3 separate regions of the Mus musculus genome follow, and regions 1 and 2 are each linked to region 3. Evidence: chromatin contacts called from public promoter capture Hi-C data. All regions are on one chromosome and are shown on one strand. The core of a region is the stretch at or near the end of the contact, and the rest is flanking DNA. Distances in the headings are between cores, read along the strand shown.

What was found. Promoter capture Hi-C pulls out the DNA fragments that hold promoters and counts their contacts.
Region 1: a promoter capture Hi-C map of hippocampal neurons shows a contact between it and region 3, with 7 times the contacts expected there. The contact joins the enhancer-like site here to the promoter of 4930592C13Rik in region 3. A contact is called at or near these places in 9 of 39 promoter capture datasets (the 3T3-L1 cell line, cranial neural crest, hippocampal neurons and 6 more) and 4 of 115 datasets of contacts at active chromatin or transcription factors (differentiating embryonic stem cells, embryonic forebrain, embryonic stem cells and 1 more).
Region 2: a promoter capture Hi-C map of liver shows a contact between it and region 3, with 2.9 times the contacts expected there. The contact joins the promoter of Wls here to the promoter of 4930592C13Rik in region 3. A contact is called at or near these places in 7 of 39 promoter capture datasets (the 3T3-L1 cell line, 3T3-L1-derived adipocytes, hematopoietic stem and progenitor cells and 4 more), 3 of 115 datasets of contacts at active chromatin or transcription factors (epiblast stem cells, extraembryonic endoderm stem cells and large pre-B cells) and 1 of 9 other capture datasets (adipose tissue).

The regions. Positions count from the first base shown.
Region 1 is chr3:154,569,774-154,573,521 of GRCm38.p6, reverse strand. No RefSeq gene overlaps it. Among named protein-coding and RNA genes, the nearest start is that of Gm40186, 4.5 kb to the right of the region's middle. Within about 2 kb of position 2,486, at least 27 of the 459 cell types and tissues checked have an H3K27ac peak or open chromatin away from gene starts, as enhancers often do.
Region 2 is chr3:159,837,861-159,841,391 of GRCm38.p6, reverse strand. It overlaps Wls (wntless WNT ligand secretion mediator), which reads right to left and starts at 1,742. Exons shown (of 12, transcript NM_026582.5): 1 at 1,345-1,742. The coding sequence starts at 1,450.
Region 3 is chr3:157,532,411-157,536,028 of GRCm38.p6, reverse strand. 4930592C13Rik (RIKEN cDNA 4930592C13 gene) reads left to right here and starts at 1,939. Exons shown (of 2, transcript NR_152231.1): 1 at 1,939-2,019. It overlaps Zranb2 (zinc finger, RAN-binding domain containing 2), which reads right to left and starts at 1,864. Exons shown (of 10, transcript NM_017381.3): 1 at 1,555-1,864. The coding sequence starts at 1,610.

The DNA of each region.
Region 1 (3,748 bases), core at 1,237-3,736, 3.0 Mb after region 3:
CAGGTTGCCCCTGTGTGCTTTCCAGGTGTTCTTGTCTTGCACAAACAAGAAGATACTCCAGCCTCATTCTGTGAATCTCCAGCCCATGAGTCTGGCCCCTTTGGTATTTGTGCCTCTAGGTTCTGCACTTGTGACAGTAGGTTATTTTTATATATAATTATGACATTGTTCATCATGCGTGATAGTTATTAACAAATGATCCTATTCCAAGGCTGTACCTTGTAGCTCATCTCACCTTCAGGACACACTGGCAGGAGTGCCTTCCTCTTCTTTCTTCTCTGTGACACAGCAGTGACAAGCTCCCATTAAAGCCTTGGAGTGTTGTCCATGATAGCACTTAACGCAGCCCTTTGTTTCTCAGCTATAATGACTAACTCTCAGCCTCTCTCCAAGGCACGATGGGACTAAAACAAACTCCGTGTATGTCTTTAGAGAAAGCCAACAAGGAGAGATCAAAAATCTTAGTGAATTTCCTCATCTTAACAATAAGTTCCTGCCTGCTGGTGGTGGTATGCCTTTAATTTAAATTAAAATTATAACAGAATTCTCTCCTTTAAAATTATTTTCTCAATGGTTTATCTTTAGCTTAAAATTTCACATAGTTACAAATAAACTTAATTCTAATATTTGAAATGAGACTTCTTAGCTGGACAGTGGTGGCAAGCATCTTTAATTCTAGCACTCGAGAGACAGAAGCAGGCAGATCTTTGAGTTTGAGGCCAGCCAGCCTGGTCTACAGAGAGTTCCCGGACAGTCAGGGCGACACAGAGAAACCCTTTCTTCAAAACCAAAGCAACAGCAACAACAAAAAGGAAACAACAGGCTCCTAACGCCACCTGTTTTGTCTGTGTGTTGCTTTGGAGTGGCAGAAACTATCAATGCCTCCTACAGCAGCAAGAATGGCATGATGTCAGAGGAAAGTTTAATTAACCCGTTTTACAAAACAGAGAGCGGGCAAGAAAGGGGTGAACAGAACGTTGAGTAACTGCCTACATCGGCCACCAGGTGGCAGAGTAGCACGCACAGTCCTAGAGCGGCTTAGGAGGCGCCGGTGAAGTTCAAGAGCTTGGCTGTGCTTTATTTACAGTCCTACAATATTCCAAAGGTTTATTTTTTCAAAAGACATTATGAAACCAACTTCTATTGTATTTTTATAGTAATTATATGCAAAATGATAATATTTTAGTCATTTAGTGTTTTAATACTAAAAAGCTATTTATCAGGAATATTTGAAGCTGATACATTAAAAAAGTGAACACTAAAAACAAGTGCTTCAGTGTTTAGTCTGAGGTGTGTGTGTGTGTTTGTGTGAGTGTGTGTGTGTGTGTGTGTGTGTGTGTGTGTATGTGTACATCTGTGTGTATGTGTGTGTCTTGTGTGCTTCTTGTATGAATGTGTGTGTGTCTATGTGTATGTGTGTGTGTCTGTGTTTGTGTGTGTACTTAAAATTGTTCTGTTCACTTTCATATTTTTAAGTACATTTCACTTATTAGGTATGTAAGTAAAAATTTGTAATCCTATTTGTGCAATTTCAAAGATGAATCTGTGTGTTAATGCTTATGTATGTGTATGTGTGCATGCCTGTGTATGTATGTGTGCGCGCGCGCGTGTGTGTGTGTGTGTGTGTGTGTGTGTGTGTGCGTGCATGCAAATGCACTCATGCACTTCTAGAGAAATTACAGTTTCAATACATCTGTATTGAATCTACAAGTGTTCTGGACAGAGTAGATAATTATAGCCAAATTCATCCGGACTATATAGATTTTCGCCTTAAATTGTTTTCTTCTATGAGTACAAAGCTCCCACGTTTCATATGGGCCTTTCGATCTTTATGCTCATTATAATGCTTAACACTGAGCAAACAAAATGCTTCAATATCTACATTTAACAATCCAATCTAAAGAATGCACCGCTATCCATTCCAAATGGCCATTCTAAGTGTGTGGGTGAATATGTGGTTTTGTGGTTGCACATGTCCATATGCTGACCAGGCAAGAGGTCAGCCTCAGATGTTTTTCCTCAGGCACTGTGTACCCTGTTTTGAGATGGGGTAGCTGACTTGGCCAATAGCTCACCAGTTATTCTAGGCTGTCTGGCCAGGGGACCCCAGGGAGTCCATTGTCTCCACTTCCCTAGTGCTGGGGTTACAAAACAGGACTATGCCTGATTTTTTTACATTCTTGCTAAAGAGCAAACTCTGGCTGTGCATGCAGCCCTCACTGTTAACTCAGCGTCCTTCCAGACCCTCCAGGGAATTTCTGATATCTCCGTTTCGAGGGTCTTTGCAACACTGGTTTTCTCTGAGATTCTAAAGCTGAAGTGTCAATAGGACCCTTTCAACTCAGTAGAGCAAAGATTGTTCCAAGTACATCACAGCTAGAGTGTAAGACAACGGTTGTGGCTTGGCTGTGTGAAAGTGGAAATCAGCTAAGAGAGACTGGGAGGGGAGACTGGTTAGAAGCTCTGCCCTTCCTGTAAACATGTGCGATCAAATGTTGAGAAACCGGCGATGACTTACCTCCTTGCTACTAGCTGCTAGATGGAGCTCAAGTAAGATCTGGCTCGCCCGCATAATCTCTAGTTTACACGTCCCATTTAAAAGACAAAGGAGCAGTTTTGCTAAATATCGCATTTGTATTTTCACTTACAAACTAACAGAGGAATTTGGCAGGCGCCCCTCCGTGAACTTGGAGCGCTTACTTTCTGGCGGGGCTCCTCCTTGGGTCCTAAGCTTAACTGCTTCTGCAGACGTTTCTATATTGCACTCTGGGTAAATCAATCCTCTAAATGGGAAAAGGGGCATTCTTTCACTCAGGGGGTGAAGGATAGCTCTTCAAGTGGGGACATTTATTTCATCGGCCGTTTTCTTTCTTTCTTTCTTTCTTTCTTTCTTTCTTTCTTTCTTTCTTTCTTTCTTTCTTTCTTTCTTCCTTCCTTTCTTTCTTTCTTTCTTTCTTTCTTTCTTTCTTTCTTTCTTTCTATTACTTCTCTTTCTTTAATCTTTCCATTGTTTTAAAAAATTAAAAAGGCTTCATGTGATCCCGAGCCTCGGTTGTTGGTCAGTGGCCTGCTGCCCTGTTGACGTGAGCAATCTAAATATAGGAATGAGGGGATCGTCCACATTGGCTCTCAAGTCATGCTTTCTTTCTACGGAAAACACACGATTCAATTTAATTACATCATCTGTCATTCTCCAGGACAGGGCTTCCAACAGGGCCAAACAATCCTGAAGCCAGTTCATCTCTTTTAAAGAGGGCTAATCAGAAGGGATTTGCGATATTGAAATAACGGAGAGGCCGTTGTGATTGATTCTGAGCAATTCAGGAATGAAGAATTCTTCCCCAAAGCCCCAAATCATTGAGCCGGCTCTGTTTTAAAATAATGGAAGCGAGCCGCATCTCTTACATATCACACCGGTGCTGTCTGTGGGTTCCCCAAACGCTTGGAATGAAATGTGTTTCTATCAACAAGGATGAATGGATTACAAATGACAGCAAAATGCATAAGGCAGCTCTGTACAATTCTGAGAGCAGAAATCCTTAGTGTTAAAAGACAGAAATCTGTTCCGGGAAAATAATATTTAAAGAGAGTTTCCACACCAAAATTATTTCCATTGTTTCTTTACAACAAGAAAAGACAAACATTGCGGAGGAACTTTCCACAGCCCTGTTGACGGGAATGCCAAGTTTTGCTACTAATGTAGAAAGCAGTAATTACGTTTTTAAAAATGACAACTCTGGTAATTATA
Region 2 (3,531 bases), core at 493-2,992, 2.3 Mb before region 3:
TGTGTGTGTGTGTGTTTCTGTGTGCTTTGCCCATATGGAGGACAGAGGCTTAGAAATGTGTACTCGACCTCCTCAGAACTCCCTTCTTGAAGCTTCTCCTCTCCTTTGTTTAAAACACTTAGCCTGGTGTTACAAAGATTGCCATTACCAGACACTCTGGAATGCTAACCCAACACACCCTAGTCTATAGGAAAAACACCGTACCCACTACTCTCACCCCCTCAAGGGAGCTCCTGCGCTGCCCAGGGACTCCCTCAAGAAGCACAGACCCCTGCTTGAGCTCTTCCACCCAGCCAAGAGCAACAGCCAGCCCCAAGGAAGCTAAGCTGCCCAGCAGCGCCCGCTCCGAAGTTGGCACTGAAGTTTGTCCAAGGATGTCCGGAACCTTGAGGAGAAAGGGACATGAGGTGGAAAAGACAGTAGGAGTAAGTTGAGTTTTCCGAGTGGATCCTAAGGCAGAAGGTCAGTTACGTTCGAAGCCTTTTTTTTTTTTTTTTTTTTTGGTGCGCACTGAGAAAGTCTCCCTGGCGCCTGGGAGCTGTCACCTGAGGGCAGCCCAGGAGGGAGCAGGAAACATCCTCCTGGCGCCAGGGGAGGACCTCAGGCTTCAGACTCACTGGATCTTGGGGCTCAAAGCAGAGGGGGAGGGGAGATGGCAGAGGGGACAAGAGGCAAAAGCAACACCTTTCAGACAGGCTTTCTCCTACGCCCTCTCCAAGTTCGTGCTGAGAGGGCCAGGACTCTCCCAAACCACTCTATGAGTCCTCAGTTCAAACAAGTCCACCGCCAGAGATGGGTGGGGTGGCGGCATGGAAGCCAAGGGCTTAAAGGTTGAGACCCTAAAACCAGCTCTAGTCCCTCGCCGAGACAACCTAATGCATTTACACAAGCCACAGCCAGTAACAGCTCGCGGCTGGCACAGGGCTTAGCTCCCGACTCCCCTGTTATTCCTAATAAAGTCGATTACGTTGCCCTCCCGGTGCTGATTGGAAGGGAACCGAGAGGGAAAGGGGGGCGGGCGAGGGAAAGAGCACGGGGAGCAATCAACTTTGCGACCCAGCACTTCCTCGCGATCCGTCGCCATGCTTAAGATCCACCCCCACCCCCTCCTGCCTTTCAAGTGGATACTGAAACTAGGCCAAAACTTTTCCCCTCCTTTTCTCTTTGCCACTAGACTGGATTGTGCCCCATGGAGCCCCATGGAGCTCTGCTTTCTTAAGCACAATAGCCGGACTAATTAGATCATAGAGGCAAGGCAGCGATACTGTAACAAGTAGCCCAAGAGGCAAAAGAGGGAAGGGCCGAAGAAAGGGAAAGGGGAAAGTTTGCAGCTCTCACACTTACCGATCAAGCCTCCCACCAGAAAGGCAACGATTTGGAAAACCAGAAGAATCCCTCCAACAATGCAGAGCTTCTTGGTACTCATGTTTTCTATAATTGCCCCAGCCATTTCTGCGACCCCCTTTCTTTTCTCCTTTAAGTAAATGTTTTAGGGTATGCTTTCGCTTCCCCTCTCCTTCTTCCTTGCCCTCTTTTCCTGGTGCTGCAAAACTTCAAGGGTGCGTTAGCAGAGGAGGTGGGACAGACCGCAGGCGCCCGCGCGGATGCCTGGGCGAAGCCGCTTGGGCTCCCCAGATGCCCAGAGCTGAGACTGCGGCCGCCCGGCAGCCAGTGGACGCTTAAAGAAGCAGGGAAGCGGATCACATGACACGCCTCCCTCTCTTTCTTCCTCCCTCCCTCTCGCGCTTCCTCCCTCCCTCCCTCCCTCTCTTCCTCAACCCTGGCCCGCCAGTTCAGGGATCTCAGCTCCCGCCAGCTCTGGCTACCCGCCCTCAGGTCTGGCCTGCAGCTTGCCCCGGCAACAGCTAACATCTTGAGGGGGGTCGGGTGGCTGGTGTTGTTAAATGGGCTTGGCATACGCAGTCTCTACCATGTTTCCTTTTCGGGTTCCCAAAGTATGGGATTTAAGTTACTCATGGGCCTCTTTGCAAACCCTTAACTTACATGTTGAACCCACCCCACCACCAGCCATTTGAACGCTAGGAAAGAGGTGAATTTTAAAAAGGAGTCTAATGAAGTTAAGTCAAAGTATAAAGAGAAGAAATAAGGTCTCTGTTCTGGTACCTTCTGCCTTGCCCTATCCTGGAATTATAACCCGCTAAATTCCTCATTACACGGCCCTTCAAGAGCCTTATTATCCAGACAAATCAAACGTCTGTTCCTTACTCTACCCTGGACTGCCAGTCTTGGTGTTGACTATTACCTAAACGCTTTAAAGTTCATTGAAAACTCGACTTGTTTTAAAATTCTTGTTTTGGTTTTTTACACCACCTTTATGTTCCAAGGGTCGATCCCCTCCAATCATGCTCTCACATTTTCACCTTCTATAAGGTCTTATGAATGCACATTTGTTTCCATTACTAAGCTGTAAATTTCTGGGAGACTGGGACCAAGTTCAATTCTCTTTGTATCTGCCCCCACCCCTCAGTGCCTAACAAAATTCTCACACTAGGAGACCCTGCATGAACTTTGGTGGAATGAATAAATGAGTGAATGTTTAAGCAAGCCCACAGCTTGCATTTAAAAAGCCTAAAGGACTTTAGTTGGGTAGGTAGTATACATGTTAAATAGTACCAGTTAGAGTTTCAGGTGGGTGGTCACAGCTACTAGGAGGCTGAGTCAGGAGGATTAGTAATTTACGACCAACCTGGATAATTTTAGAGACCCTATCTCAAAACAAAAACTAAAAAGTGATCTGGGCCTCTTGTTTAACTTGATCTGAGGTCCTAGATTCAAACCCCATGGAAGGCAGAGGAGGAAAGAGAATGTTAGCTCTTTGAGAGATTTACTTATATTGATACACTACATCCAAGGAAAAGTGGTGATCTTAAGAGATTTCTTGATAAGGCTGACCCAAACTCCAGGGCCTGGTTTTTCCATGTTTCATAAACTGTCTATTTAGCCAATGCAACTCAAATCACACATTAGCTTTATAAAGGTACCTCCTGGCCTCCCAGTACAGGTTTCCAAAGCCACCAGCATACCTGATTTCTTGCTTCTTGTCATCTTCCTGTGGAGGAACTATTTACTGTCCTCTTCTTCCTTCAGTTACTTGTCCAACATTTGCTTACAATCTTAATGTGTTTTCTTTTCCTTCCTGAGCACTAGAGATTATATCAAAACTTCAAGAGTATTCTGAAGGAACTACAGGGTAGTTGTGATTCACTGTATAATGATTTTCCAAATTGTAATTGCTGTGTGTGTGTGTGTGAGAGAGAGAGAGAGAGAGAGAGAGAGGAAGAAGAAGAAAGAGGGAGGAGGAGGAGGAGGAGGAGAGAAAAAGAAGGAAGGAAAAGGAAAAAGGAGGGAAGGGAGGAAGAAATTGATATCCTTATTCCATAGGGATCCTGCTGGAAACTGGATAATGGGATTGCTAAAACTGAAGTGTTCATTTCAATTGGCTCATGGCCCTTTAAGAATCATCTTTTTATATCACCGTCCCTGCTTCATCAAGCCTAAGCATAAAATCAG
Region 3 (3,618 bases), core at 690-3,189:
AGTTAAAAAAAAAAAAAGGAATATCAACTTTCATCTTGTTTGTTACAAGTAATAAATGTGATGAGTTTTAGAAGCATAAAATTCAAGCTGGGCAGTGGTGGCACAAGCCTTTAATTACAGCACTTGTGAGCTAGAGGCAAACAGATCTCTGTGAGTTCCATAGAGAAACTCTGTCTAAAAGGAAAAGATTAATCACAAAATCCTAGGGATGGATCCATCAGGAATGAACAGTTACAGAAGGACTCCAGAGAATTGATGAAACATTCTTTGAGAGGTAGGAAGTGCGATGATAAGGAAAAGACTGATATATTAACTAAAGACAGAATTAAATTGTAAAGAAATTTGAGTATTATAGTATTTATCAAATCTAAAACTAAAGAACAGAAAACAAAACCACAACCAACAGAAAAAAGTGTAACCTTATGACATTAACTAGTTAAGTTTTCACACACTTGCACTACTTTAGTATTTGTTAAAGCAGTTAGATACTCCAATTTAAAGCTTAAATAAGTAACGACAAAGAATCCACCACCCTATTAAAAAACAATGAATGAGATAAAATAGTGAAAGGAAGTGTAACACTAAACTGAATGGCTCCAGACAACTTTAAGGTCCCTTTTTCTGTTAAAAAAAAATACACACGTTCCAAGTAAAACTGAAAATATATTCTGAAAACTGTCTCCTTGATTTACATATTCAGTACAAATAACATTTAGTTTCTGCCGAGTTTAGGTGTACAGGACTTTGAATGAAGGGTCCTCCCAAAATATACATGGGTGCTTTCAGTAAGAACACAAGAGCACAGTTTTCTACGAGTCACACAGAAGGCAGAGAGGCTGGTGTCTTAATCTCTGAAGGGTTCCAAAGTGTCACACAGTTCCTGCAGTGACAGTCCAAGAGGATCTCGGTTCTAGTCTGCTGACTTGGTATGCTTAGCCTGATATCAGTCTGATACCAACCAAGTGGATCTGAGTGACATCATTTCCTTGCTCTCCACACACTGCCCATGTTATTTCGGTGTTAACTGTAGTCGAGCAATGTATTTTCTAGCAAAGGTACTTCAGGCTAGACGCTCTGCAGTAGACAGAAGAGTAAACCCGGGTTTCCTTCAGCTCTGACTCTGGCTTTCCAAGAACACGAGCTGGTACATCACTTTTCTTTAAAAATAGGGACACCTATTCAGAACGATCTCTGTGGCCATAAGCGGAGCACACCGGCTTCCCGGCCACGTACGTGCCCAGGCCTCCTGCCTCTCGGCAGGAGGATGAGAAAAGCCAAGTCACTGGGGACGGATCGCAGGCCCGAAAGCACGGCGGCCGCAGGGAGGGAGCGAGGGACGGAGGGAGGGAGGGACAGCGAGCGGCCCCGGCAGAGCTCGGAGCAGGGCCACTGAACCGTGAGCTCAGCTCCGCGCGGGGTCACGTGCGGGCCGCCCGCGACCGCTCAAGGCCGGCAGCGACCGCCCCGCCGTCCCCACAAAGGCCGCGACCCCGTCGCCGCCCTCACAGGGACCTCCCGGCCACCCCAGGTCCCACGGTATCCCGCCACGCTCACTTCTTGTCAGGGCAGATCCAGTCCCCGTCACTGACTCGGAAATTCTTGGTCGACATCTTGGACGCCAGCAGCAGTGCCGCCCGCAGCGACGTCCCCACCGGAGCCGCGGGGGCCTCGCGCCGGGCTGTCCTCGCGCCGCCGGACCCGCCCTTCCCTGGGGTGGGGGAGAACTCACACCGCCGGACCGCGAGCCTGGAGCAGCGGTGCGGAGACGACGCCCAGGAGCCAGCAGCCCGTCCTGAGGCTCTGCTTCGCTTCGGCCTTACCGAGCTCCTGAGCAGGCGTTGTGAGGACAGCCCGGCCCGGCGGCCATCGCAGCCGAGTTCTCCGCAGGCCGAAGGACCCTAGAGAAAGGCGCTTCCGTTTCCGGGGCGGGGCTAGGGCGCAGAGGCGGAAGTGACTCGGCGCGGCTCGATAGCCCACGGGCTTGCGCGTTGCCTAGGGTTTACTGGGGCGAGCAATAAGGTGGGAGGCTCGAGTCTTTGGAGAAGATACTTTATTTTTATTTTTGGACAGAGACTGAGGATTAAACCAGGTTGCCCCGGACATTACTGTTTCATACATACCACTTGGAACCTCTGTCAGGCTTCTGTAGGCCACGTCAAAAAGATAAACTTTTTTTCCTGTGAGAACATAGGGTCTCACTTTTAGCTCCACCTGGCTTGTGTAGTTAGGCTGCTTAGTATTTGGATGGAAAAGTCATATTAATGAAGGGAGATATCTCTCCTTCTTGGGCTGTTGCTTAAAAACTTAGCTTTAAAAATATTTAATATGTGTGAGAGATAAGCCCTGTACACAGAGGAGCCACCCCAAGGTTTTAGAAATAGGAAATAGTATTGATACAATTCTGACCCCAACTCACTACCTTTCCCCAGATTTAACACTGGCCCTTTGGGTTTATTCTCGTTCTTTATAAAAGATTTAGTTCATATACTGTATGCTTATTTTTTAAAGTGAGAAATGGTACAATTTACTGTGACAGAGGGTTGCTTTTAGTTCCGCGTAGTTTCTGAGTTTGCAGTTAGTTGCATGTAGCTCACTTTTATTTCAGTCATGCATATTCACAATTCTTTCTTGTGACAGTTAAGCCCCAAACCCTGCACTTTGTCACAACGTGCATTCAAGTATTCTTTTTAAAAGATTATTTATTTTATTTATAGGAGTACACTGTAGCTGTCTTCAGACACACCAGAAGAGAGCATCCGATCCCATTACAGATGGTTGTAAGCCACCATGTGGTTGCTGAGAACTGAACTCAGGACCTCTGGAAGAGCAATCACTGCTCTTAACCACTGAGCCATCTCTCTAGCTCCCCCCTCCCCCATGCAAATATTCTTGCAAATATTCTTACAGTTAACACCCAAATCTATGTTTTGGCATTGTTGATCAACTCTCGTGAACATTTGTGCACACGGGTTCTGGCATTTATATTTCTCGCATATAGCTCTTATCCAGGAGAAAAAAAAATCATTAAACTGCTTTGGTTTTAATGTCTAACACTTTTGATACTTATATTCATCTTGATCATCTCACTTGAAAGCTCTTGGATGTATTTTATTCTGATAATTGTCCACACCTTCCCAGTTATTTCATATTGTATAATCACTGATTTTTTCCTGGATTTTTATCTTGGGTAATGTGGAATTTTTATTTTCTTTTAGCAAGCAATCCTGGGGTTGGCATCACAGGCTCAGTCTTGCGTGTGAGTAATGGTTCTATATCAGTTGGCACCGCTGAGTATTAGCTGTGCTTTTATGTGTGTGGGTGTTTTGTCTACATGTATGTCTGTGCACCATATGTATGCTGGGTGCCCTCAGAGGCCAGGAGAAGGTGTGGATCCCCTGGAACTAGAGTTACAGATGGTTGTGAAATCAGCATGTGGGTGCTGGGAGTCAAACTCTGGACCTCTGGAAAAGCAGTCAGTGCTCTTAACCACTGAGCCAACTCTCCATCCCCTGCTATCTTGATCTTGCTATCTGTCCTTCACACAAACACGTGAATTGTTTTGGTATCTTAGCAGTACTTTTAATTGTAGTTCATTACATGAATCATATCCATCCTGCT